Linked DNA regions of Mus musculus: all the other regions are linked to region 3. The links are chromatin contacts, called in public Hi-C and Micro-C maps. All regions are on one chromosome and are shown on one strand. Each heading gives the region's core, a stretch centred on a gene start, on an enhancer-like site or on the middle of the called end of the contact. The rest is flanking DNA. Distances are from core to core; before and after follow the strand shown.

Region 1 (3,592 bases), core at 29-2,528, 180 kb before region 3:
TTAAACAAAGGCAGGCATTCTCCCCTCCCCAACCCAGACCTCCAAAGTCTGGGCTCCAAAAAAGGATCCTCTCTGGCTCTCGTTGGAGTTTGATGCTCTCTCTTCACTACTGCAGCCCGTCACGGTTTGGCAGAACACAAGCTTGGCTTTCGGAACTCAGACATCGACCTCAGCCTACCAGTAGCAATTCACTAACCCAGATGCTAAATTGCGAAACGAAGACACGTTGCGGGTGGGAGTTGGGGCGGGAGGGGGGCATCGTCTGAGGGTAGACGTGGGAGGAAGGTATACTAACACCCTCACTTCAGCTCTTACCCACGCAGCCGGGTTTAGTCTACCAGCCCTAGAGGGGGAAAAAGAATCACCCCACCCCCACCCAAACTGCCTAAGGAGACTAGACTTTGGCTTATCGGGGCTGAGATTGGGCAGTTCTCAGTCGGCCCCACGAAGCGAAGCCTGGCTTCGGTGAGCGCCGCGGCTGGCTAGTCCTTCCTCCCGCCTCCCTTCCCTGGGCCCTCCTCCCTGGTTCTCTGCAACTGTGTAGTTTCGGATACCGCCGCCGCCGCTGCAGCGTCGGAGTCAAGTCTGACTCCGGAGCCCGCGGGCTTTCCGCAACAACCACCAGTTTATGCAAACTTGCGGGTTTCCGGCTAGTGGGTAGCGAGAGTAGGAGCTTCCCCGGAGCGATTCGGTGTCTCGGAACAGCCACAGCCAGAGAGGCGGCGGGAGCGCGCGCACCAGACTCTGCTAGACGCGAAAGCGGACGAGACAACTGCGGAATTCACCCGCCGCGCCAGGGCACTTCCGAGACAACAGCCGACTGGCACTTTTTCTCCCTTTGGCAAACTAGATTTTTTTTTTTTAAGCTACTTGGCAGCTCTGTTTGACTCCACCTCCCCCTCCACCCCCGCCCCAGTGGCTTTGGCTTTTCTTTGGAAATCCGGACAGAATTGGGCATCTTTGTTAATTGCCGTTAGGAGTGCCCGGTCGTGAGCTTTCACCGGGCCAGTGTCGCGCGGATGCACGGAGCCAGGCTTGCTCACCTTTGAACTGCAAAGGGATCAAGTTCAGCTCGAGTTCCCCGCATTGAGACTGGAAGAAGCTGAGAGACTGTGCTGGAGAGAGTGAGAGAGGGGGGGAAAGGGGAAAGGAGAGGAGGGAGGAGAGAGAAGAGGAGGGAGGAGAGAAAGAGAAGGAGGGAGGGAGGGGAGGGATCGAGAGAGAGCGGGGAGAGAGAGAGAGGCTGCAATCTCCTCCCTGAATCGCGCACAGCGCTGCAGATCCCACTGCTCCAACACGCGGGCCGAATGCAGGTGAGGGAAGGCACGGACTCTGCGGCTGAGAATCCAAACTTGGGCACCGCGCGGTGCGCACGGTTCGGCTCTCGCCCCCGCGGGCGAATGGTTGCTGCGGTTTCAGGCGGCGGCTTCGTGACTAATGACCTTGCGCAGAGTTGTTAAGAAAAAAAGAGAAACCGGAGCTCTTCGGGGTGAGAAGCGACCGACTCTGGGCGTCTCTGAAGATGGCTCGGGCTGCTCTTTGGCGCGCCGGGAGCACCCGGTCGCGGACCGAGCTGTGACGCGAGGCGTCTTTTCGCTGCACCTTGCCCGAAGCGACCTGCCGTGGAATTTTTCATTCAAGATATGTTGAGTGGCTTCCCGGCTGCTTAAGAGGAGTCAGAGTTAAGACTGGCTTGTTGCTCGCCCCAGAGCCTGAAGCAGGAAGCGGTTCAGGTTTGTCTGGACCTCGGGAGCCTAAACAGAGCCTGGGTCTAGAGTGAGTAGCTGGAACGTGAATTGGACTTAACTCGAGTAGCAGTAAGGACTAACGCTGCTGTCAGGCGGGGAAGGCTGCAGGTTTGTTCTAGTCCGCTACCAGGCTCCGCCGCCCTCTTGCAGAAGCGGTTCCGGCCCCTTCCCAGGGCTTGGAGACTGGATCTCAGTATCTTCCCACTGCGGGGATGACTTTGTGGGGGCACCGAGCCCGTGGCGCGCAGTGTCCCGTGAACTGTGAGTACTGCGAGTAAACGGTGGCCGGCGAGCGGGCGATTAGCACCCATTGCATGAATTATGAAACAATAACTTTCGGAAGAAGCAGGAGGAGAAAAAAAGAAGCATCTCTAGCTGCCCCCCTCCCATCGGCCGACTCTACGCGCTACTCTGGCCCCCTCCCTCCCCTCCCTCTCGTTTCTTCCTTTCCCGGAGAGGAGGACCGAGGGGAGGGCAGGCGGCCAGCCCCGGAGGAGGGGGGTGCCGAGGGGGGTTGTGGTTAGAAGGAGCAGTAGCAGCAGCAGCAAGAGAAGATGCTGAGGATGCGGACCACGGGATGGGCGCGCGGCTGGTGCTTGGGCTGTTGTCTCCTTCTGCCGCTCTGCTTCAGCCTGGCCGCCGCCAAGCAGCTGCTCCGGTACCGGCTGGCCGAGGAGGGCCCCGCCGACGTGCGGATCGGCAATGTGGCCTCGGACCTGGGCATCGTGACCGGCTCCGGCGAGGTGACTTTCAGCCTTGAGTCTGGTTCTGAGTATCTGAAGATTGACAACCTCACCGGCGAGCTGAGCACCAGTGAGCGGCGCATCGACCGAGAAAAGCTGCCCCAATGTCAGATGATCTTCGACGAGAACGAATGTTTCCTGGACTTCGAGGTGTCGGTGATAGGGCCCTCACAGAGCTGGGTGGACCTGTTTGAGGGTCGGGTCATCGTGCTGGACATCAACGATAACACGCCCACCTTCCCGTCGCCGGTGCTCACGCTCACGGTGGAGGAGAACCGGCCTGTAGGCACGCTCTACCTGCTGCCCACGGCCACCGATCGTGACTTTGGTCGCAATGGCATCGAACGCTACGAGCTGCTCCAGGAGCCCGGGGGTGGCGGCGGCAGCGGCGAGGGAAGGCGCTTGGGGCCGGCGGACAGCGCCCCCTACCCAGGGGGCGGCGGGAACAGCGCGAGCGGCGGCGGCTCTGGAGGCTCCAAGCGGCGGCTGGACGCGCCTGAGGGTGGCGGCGGGACGAGTCCTAGTGGCCGAAGCAGTGTGTTTGAGCTTCAGGTGGCAGACACTCCAGACGGCGAGAAACAACCGCAGCTGATCGTGAAGGGGGCGCTGGACCGGGAGCAGAGAGATTCCTATGAGCTGACCCTCCGAGTGCGCGATGGGGGCGACCCACCTCGGTCTTCGCAGGCCATCTTGCGGGTGCTCATCACCGACGTGAATGACAACAGCCCCCGCTTCGAGAAGAGCGTGTATGAGGCTGACCTGGCTGAGAACAGCGCTCCGGGCACCCCCATCCTACAGTTGCGCGCCACCGATTTGGATGTAGGGGTCAATGGACAGATCGAGTATGTATTTGGGGCTGCCACCGAGTCGGTAAGACGGCTACTGCGCCTGGATGAAACGTCGGGCTGGCTCAGTGTCTTACACCGGATCGACCGCGAGGAAGTGAACCAGTTGAGATTCACAGTAATGGCCCGTGACCGCGGGCAGCCCCCCAAGACTGATAAGGCCACCGTAGTCCTCAACATCAAAGACGAGAACGACAACGTTCCCTCCATCGAAATTCGCAAGATAGGGCGCATCCCACTTAAGGACGGGGTGGCC
Region 2 (3,819 bases), core at 506-3,005, 140 kb before region 3:
CCTCAATGCTTGCTTCCAATGTCAAATCCCCTCCAACAAGTTCACACCTCCAACAAGGCCACATACCTTCTAATCCTTCCCAAACAATTCCAAGCATTTAAACACACAAGCCTATTGGGGTGGGGGCTGTTCTCATTCAAACCACCACAATTATAGTCACAAAGAACTTCTGAGCTTACTGCACTTAAAAATAAGAATGATATAAGAGTCGATTCTATATCTAACCTGAAATACAATGCTTGAATTCTATTTGAAATGTTATGCTTTTTTACTGATAAAGCCCCGACTTCACCCGAAAGTATTAATGATCCCAGAAACTACTAAAATAAAACACCATATGCTTTTACAGTGATTTGTTAGTATGACTCATCTGCAACTCTATGCACAGGCTCACAGATTAGAGTCAGGGTGAGCAATCTGTGTCCACTTGTATTAAACTCTGCTGGAACTAGATGCTCCTTTCTTCCCTGTCTGTTTGCAATCAGGAATGTGTGCTGCAGACGCTGGGATTTTTATGGAGGGAGGAGGCAGTAGTAGCTGGGATTACTGTTGGCCCTCAGCATGACTCATTAGAGCATGTCCTGAAATAAGTTTAGCTCCCCATCAAGCAAACAGTGGAACATTCCCAAGTCATTTGTGAAGTGAGGAGGAAGACAGTTGTACTGGCCCCACAGCCCAGTGATGTGACTAGAGATGTGTCATGATCTCCTGCTTCTTTTCTTCTGTAGAAAACATGATGTATCGATTTATTTTAGATTGCTTAGTGCTGAAGGTGTTTTATGCTTACAGAAGTTATGAATTACAGGTCCTAAATTGTAAGGTGTTAATGTGAATGAAATTCACCCTTAATGCAGAGGATATTAGTTGGGAACAATAAATTTTGTCTGGTTCAAGGTACATTCATTGATCTTAAAAATGAAGGTCACACAATTATACGATTCAGGGTAGTATGCAAGACAGTTAAAGACATTCATCATTTTCATATGACACACAGGTATTTTTTTTAAAGAATTCTGATGTTTTATCTTCAATTCAGTTTGGTGGTTAAATATTTTAACTCAACCCTATAGAAGTCCTTTCTTTCTTTTTTTTTTTTTAACATACTCTAGTTATGTGGTTTAACAAATAGATGGGAGGCACAAATTTCTCACTGGTGCATTTTAGGCAATTTTCATTGAGGTTTACTCTGAGTTCAGGTGGTTGTGTGTGGATGGATTATCCCATTTTACCTTAAAAAAAAAAAAAACCAAACAAAACAAAACAAAACAAAAAACCCCACCACTTTATGCAAATAAAGAAACTGTGCTTTTCAATTCTATAGTTTGTCAAAGATCCCGCGGTTACCAAATGGAGACCTGACCCTCACACTGTTTCTGTTAAGATCAGCCACAGGCCCCACCAGCATCTCATGGTATTTGTGTTCATCCGAGGTACTAATGAGAGTTTTAAATTCATATGTGGTTGATCTGAGGAATGCAGACAACCCAGCTGTTTGAAATAACTGATGCTTTGTTTTTAAATAAGTGGGTGTTGCTTTTCCTGCCGTCCTCATCTGCTCCTGGTGGCTCCAAGGACTTCCCTGAAGCTTTTTGTTTGTTTTGTTGTTGTTCTGGAGATATCTCTGAGCCAGAGCCTGGTGCTCATGTCTTAACTGTCTTCATTTCACTTTTGGCAGTGGGCTTGCTGCAGTGTCTCCACTTCTCTATCTGTCCTTACTGAGTCAGAGCTCACTCAGGGGATCTGCTCTCTTGGCCTCTTTGGACTGTCTAAAACTACACTCCCAGAGTTTAGCAGCTGCCACCACATCCTGTGTGTGCTCCCACCTCTTAACATTTCTCCTTTGTTATAGCCCCAGAGCTCCTAACAGGATTATGTTTCTTATTTTAGTAGTCACCACCTACAAGGAGAATGGCTGGTGTCAAGGCAATTGCTTTCTGTATTTGAATATCTTTTTGTCTCCATAGGTGTGACACTGAACCCATTCTCTCCTGGTTGCTGCAAACCCTGCTTGCTCCTGGGAGTAGCCCCACCTACCCACTGCAGACCTTTTATCCTGCCTTAAAATCATTGCAAGAGATGGACTTGCATTCCAGGTCACCCAGATGAGCACTTAAGGACCCACGTGCAGGGTGGAGGGAAGGTTGTGGAATGATACAAAGAGGTCTCAAGCAGGTGGCATTTACCACTTGTTTCTGGCCCTCTCTGGTTAACCACCACAGGAGCCCCTTGCTCTTTGCCTAATAGGACTTTTCCCTTGGCAGCTCCCAGCCTTTGTGCATTTCTTTGTCTCCATGTGAAATGTTTTTGGATCCTTCTTCGGGCCTCAGCCACACACTCATGTTTCATGAGTCAGCTCGAATGTCACTTGCCATCAATGAGTTCCCTGTCTCCTCCCACGCCCAATGAGTTTCTCTTCTTTCTTCAGTCTCTGTTCCACATGCACTAACACTTTGCATTACAATTACATTTCTACATGTCTATTTCCACAGTAACGTGATCTTTTCAAGAAAAAAATACATTAGATTTATCACTGGATTCTTTTTTTTTCTTTTATTTTTTAATAGATATTTTCTTTATATTTCAAATGTTATCCTCTTTCCTGCCCCCCCCCCCGAAAACTACCTTCCTATCGCCCTCCCCCTGCTCAACAAAACACCCACCCCAGCTTCCTGGCCCTGGCATTCCCCTATATTGGGTATAGAGCCTTCACAGGACCAAGGGTCTCTCCTCCCATTGATGACCTACTAGGCCATATTCTGCTACATATGCAGCTGGAGCCATGAGTCTCATCATGTGTTTTCTTTAGTTGGTGGTTTAGTCCCTGGGAGCTCTGAGGGGGTACTGGTTAGTTCATATTGTTGTTCCTCCTATGGGGCTGCTAACCCTGTCAGCTCCTTAGGTACTTTCTTTAGCTCCTTCATTGGAGACCCCGTGCTCTGTCCAATGGATGGTTGTGAGCATCCAGTTCTGCATCTCAGGAGACAGCTATATCAGGCTCCTGTCAGCAAGCTCTTGTTGGCACCCACAATAGTGTCTGGTTTTGGTGGCTGTTTATGGGATGGATCACCAGGCTGAGCAGTCTCTGGATAGTCATTCCTTCAGTCTCTGCTACACACTTTTTCTCTGTAACTTCTTCCATGGATATTTTGTTCCCCCTTCTAAGAAGGATCAAAGTATCCACACTTTTGTTTTCCTTCTTCTTGAATTCATGTGTTTTGCAAATTGTATCACTGAATTCCTAATGCTGAAGCCTACTGTACCCCTGGGGAAAGCCCTTGGAATGGCTGGACTATTTGATGGGTAAATATAAACAAAACACCCCTTTATCACATAAGGCTGTGGTCTGTGCAGGGCACTGCTGATGTCACTAGGATACAACAAAGAACAGCACTGTTAAAAAAAAATAACAAGAAAGTTAAGTAATCACAGGCAGCTTACACTTTATTGGGAGGAGTCACATAATGATTGTTAAAGATCAGCAAAGTTTAAATTTAGATGGTGACCCATCTTATGAATGATACATAGAGACAAGGGATACATAGAATGTACCAATCACACATTTAATGTGGTTTTATATGTAACTCAGAAAAGTCCCAGAGAAGAGGATGTCTGATGAAGACCTAAAGTGTAGGTTGAAGGAAAACATAGACAGTTTTTTCAGGCAGACAACAGCAACTATGGAGACAGAGATAGGCATAATATACTAGAGGCCCCTTGGTCCATTGCACCAATGTGGCAGCACAGATGGAGAAGTGGCTTATGGGAGAATTAGTACCAGACAGATTAAAAAAAATTAGGAGAGACCTAGAGTACAGATCA
Region 3 (3,853 bases), core at 767-3,266:
AACACAGTTTGTCTTTATACTAAACACTTGGAAACTGAGACAGAAAATTAATTTGCCTCATGCCATAGAAAGGATGAATAGAAATGCTAGGTTTCAAAGTCAGGTAATGTGAGAAAGTTAGGAACTCAAGAACTGTTACTAAGTAGCTGCTGGAATGGAAAGCTAAAGCAAAGGGCAAGTACACCAGTGGTGCTTTCCAACTGAGAAAAGAATCGTAAAGTCCTTGCCGTCTTCACTCTTGATCATCTCAAAGTCTTCATGAAATAGTTATTGGAATTTGCATCAATCATGAAAGACGTACCTGATGATGCACAATTCAGGCACAAATGGTTTATTTTTAGGTTAACTGAGGATAATTGTGTTAGCTAAGGATAGCAATATTGAATGTAGAGACTAATGCTTCAATATATACTTTCCTTATTGCTAACGATGAGTGGCAATCAAACAGAGATGCCGAAGGACAGAGGAAACGATTTGTCCTAGGTGGCTGTGATATATAATATATCAATAGAAAAATTTGAGATGTTTGGGAAAAAGTTAAAAAATGAAGCACATAAATATATACATATATATTTATTAGTGGAAAGTTGAGAGAGTTTGGAAATAGGAAGGGTATAGTTTTAGAAGTACTTCATATGATGCTACTTAGTGATAGCATTCTACAGAGCCGTCCTCGTCTTAAAGGAGACATTAGTCTATTGTCACATGGAAACTATATCAGAAATGGCAGTAACTGTTAGTAATTTGGGAAATCAAACCCTCAGTAGTCCTACATGACTGGTTATTAATTAACAGGAAAAAATAGCTTTAAGAATCTCTTAATAAGTGTTAGATAACTTCCTGAAAGAAATTTTCTCTCTCAAAAACAAAACAAAACAAAACAACAACAACAAAAAAACCAAACAAAGATAAATACCCATCTTGGTTACTCCAATACCAACTAACAAATAAAAGGTATTAGTCATTCTGGGGCTGAACAAAATCCCAAGCCGATTTTAATTACAAATTCCTTTTCTTAGAATGCATTAGCAGTCCAAAAAATATCACACCTGACCCAGTCTTTATCATGTCGTTACAATGTAAATATATTTAATTAGATATATAATGAAATTTGTGTATATAATGTAAATATATAATGTAAACTTCATTCAAGTTTTCTCACAACTGTTTTGGCAACGCAGACTAGCTATTTGCAAAATACTTGAGACATTTTACAAAAAGTCACACTAAGGATGAGACCATTAAACTAGAAATAGTACCTTTTAAACCACACTTGAGAAAGGAATGAAGAAATATATTTCCACTGCATAGGCTTATTAAATATATGATGATTGAGCACTGAGGGTTAACCAGCACTCAAGGCAAATTAAAATTGGACTGATTTCTTATTTTATTTTTAGACCAGAATGGATTTCTCAACCCCTGTTGACATAGAAATCAACTCTATCCCCAAATATGTTTGGAATATAGTCTGGCCACTAATATTTTATTTAATATACTTATTTATATTTTTGTTTCTCATTAATATTTTATTTAATATATGTCGTTATTTTTAGCGATTCAGATGTATGGCCCAGGCTATAAACAGCTGACATGCATAAAATAAGTCAGGAAATCAATCTGACTTCAAGAAAATGGCGCAAGCTTGGATAATGGAAAGTACAGGAGAGCTGTCCTTCTAGAGTTTGCTTAAGGTTACAACCACCACCTACGGATAACGTCCAGTGGAATTTCAATCTCTTTGTCTATTTGTTTTTATCTGACAGAACGAACATGGGGGGAAAGAAATCCTACCAGTGCCAGCTACAATAATTGGCCTTATTCTCCTTAGAATATTTTTTTTCTTTTAGTCTGTATTGTTCTAATGTTGTTTTCTTTTTCTTCAAATAAGCTGGCCTGGGCTAAAATATAGCTTAATTAGAGAAGTATTCTTATCAACATATGCAGAAGTCTCTCTGACTGTTTATCAACTGCTCAAGTTCAGCCAAGGCTACATTACTGCCCGATGAGTAAGAGCCCATCTGCGGCTCCCTCAGCAGCTGTGTGAGTGTGGGCACATTCTCTTCAGGGACACTGGCGTCTTGTGTGAAATGCAGTCGAACTGGAAGACTTACCCCTAATGTCACAACGTGACAGTGAAATGATGTCTGAACCACAAAGTTAAGCAGACAGTGAGTGTTAGAACATATCAGGATGCATTTTAAGTCCGTTTCACTTCATCAAGGGTGTTCCCAAGAAGGGTTCCCCTGCTTCTGTTGTCGCCTAAAAATTGTCTTTTAAGACTTCTTTTGTTTTTAATTGGTTATTTTAGTTATTTAAATTTCAAATGTTGTCCTCCTTCCCAGTCTCCCTTCTGCAAAACTCCCATTCCATCCTCCCTCCCCTCTGCCTTTAAAAAGATGCTCCCCCACTCATCTATCCACTTCTGCCTCACCCCTCTAGCATCTCCCTAAGCAGGGGCATCAAGCCTCCACAGGACCAAGGGCCTCCCTTCTAGTTAAACTCTTTGCCCCATCTACTGTGAGAATGAAGACCATTCTCAGCAATCTATCGACGTTCCAGAAAATGTCATCACTCTGAGGGAGCACACAGTCATTGTGAGGGGTCCAAGGGGAACCCTCCGGAGGAACTTCAATCACATCAAGGTAGAGCTGAGTCTCCTTGGAAAGAAAAAGCAGAGGGTCCAAATCAACAAAGAGTGGGGTAACAGAAAGGAACTGGCCACCGCCAGAACCATCTGCAGTCATGTTCAGAGCACTATCAAGGGTCTTAGGCTGGGATTCCCATCAAGAAGCTGTCTGTATGTGCTCACCTCCCCATCAAGTCGTTATACAGCAGAGTGAGTCTTCGGTTGAAATCCGTAATTTCTTGGGTGAAAAAAAAATACACCCTCAGGGTTCAGATAAGGACAGGTTACTTGCTCTTTTTCTCAAGCCCAGAAGAAGGACGAATTAATCCTTGAAGAAAATGATATTGAACTTGTTTCTGATTCAGTGGCTCTGATTCAGAAAGCCACAATAGTTAAAAACAAGGACATTAGGACATCCTTGGATGGCATCTCTATCAGAACAGGGAACCGTACAGCAGGCTAAGACCTAAGTTACCCAGCTCCAGAAACAAGATCCAGATTGTATAATTTGGGCTCTTCGGGTCAATAAAAGACTTCTAGTTATAACTGGACTTCCCTTGTAATATATTTGTGTCCTTTTGAGACAGATCTGTTATTTTATTTAATTTTTTAAACTTTAGTTTAGAATTCTGTTAGGTAAAGCACACTTAAAAACCACCATTCTTAATTTATTAGCTGTCAATATAATGCTGTTTTTTTTTTTCAAAACTGAAGCTAATCAGTACAAAAAAAAAGTGAAGAGTACCTTGTTCTTCCCCCAGAATAAGAATTAATTACATGTTTATTATTACTGTAGTTTATTAATATAGAAAAAGCTTATGACAGAATCCAGTGGGATATAACCCTAGTCAGTCAAAGATTTTACTGTATAGAAAAGATGACAATTTATAGATGTCCCACAGATTGAAAGTTTTGTATTTCTAAAGTGAAAATTTCATTAATATAATGTGTGGAAAATGGCAGTGTTTATAAATGTACAGAAAATGATGATAAGTTTAAAATACAATAATCTCAGATACTCTCTTTCTTTGAAACAGAGAATAAGAATATTATAAATGCAGCAATCAAATCTCTGACAGATGTGGAGGTAAAGCAGATTAGAAAGCCAAACAATAGTACTAATAGAGCATGATTTTTCTGCAGTTGCTTCGTTGGTCTGTTCCTGTCACATGCTTTAAAATGTCCATCTGTCCAGAAGGTTAAGAATTCAATCACCAACCTTAA

What was found. Hi-C and Micro-C count contacts between places; a contact is called where the count stands out from the background.
Region 1: a Hi-C map of myocytes shows a contact between it and region 3, with 5 times the contacts expected there. The contact joins the promoter of Pcdh7 here to the enhancer-like site in region 3. A contact is called at or near these places in 5 of 39 promoter capture datasets (the HPC-7 cell line, HPC-7-derived erythroid cells, fetal liver and 2 more), 14 of 484 Hi-C or Micro-C datasets (the G1E-ER4 cell line, the HL-1 cell line, bone marrow-derived macrophages and 8 more), 7 of 115 datasets of contacts at active chromatin or transcription factors (bone marrow-derived macrophages, cardiomyocytes, embryonic limb bud and 4 more) and 2 of 9 other capture datasets (adipose tissue and pancreatic islet).
Region 2: a Micro-C map of muscle stem cells shows a contact between it and region 3, with 5 times the contacts expected there. The contact joins two enhancer-like sites. A contact is called at or near these places in 2 of 484 Hi-C or Micro-C datasets (liver and muscle stem cells) and 1 of 115 datasets of contacts at active chromatin or transcription factors (heart atrium).

Annotation. Positions count from the first base shown.
Region 1 is chr5:57,716,803-57,720,394 of GRCm38.p6, forward strand. It overlaps Pcdh7 (protocadherin 7), which reads left to right and starts at 1,279. Exons shown (of 3, transcript NM_001122758.2): 1 at 1,279-3,592. The coding sequence starts at 2,303. 4932441J04Rik (RIKEN cDNA 4932441J04 gene) reads right to left here and starts at 1,117. Exons shown (of 5, transcript NR_015588.2): 1 at 1,044-1,117.
Region 2 is chr5:57,755,461-57,759,279 of GRCm38.p6, forward strand. All of the region lies in intron 1 of Pcdh7 (protocadherin 7), which reads left to right. Among named protein-coding and RNA genes, the nearest start is that of Pcdh7, 39 kb to the left of the region's middle. Within about 2 kb of position 1,756, at least 96 of the 459 cell types and tissues checked have an H3K27ac peak or open chromatin away from gene starts, as enhancers often do. A contact at or near this core is called in heart atrium and muscle stem cells, where this site is marked.
Region 3 is chr5:57,897,210-57,901,062 of GRCm38.p6, forward strand. The region is part of intron 1 of Pcdh7 (protocadherin 7); the gene reads left to right. It also overlaps the pseudogene Gm17977. Among named protein-coding and RNA genes, the nearest start is that of Pcdh7, 180 kb to the left of the region's middle. Within about 2 kb of position 2,017, at least 40 of the 459 cell types and tissues checked have an H3K27ac peak or open chromatin away from gene starts, as enhancers often do. A contact at or near this core is called in the G1E-ER4 cell line, the HL-1 cell line, the HPC-7 cell line and 5 more, where this site is marked.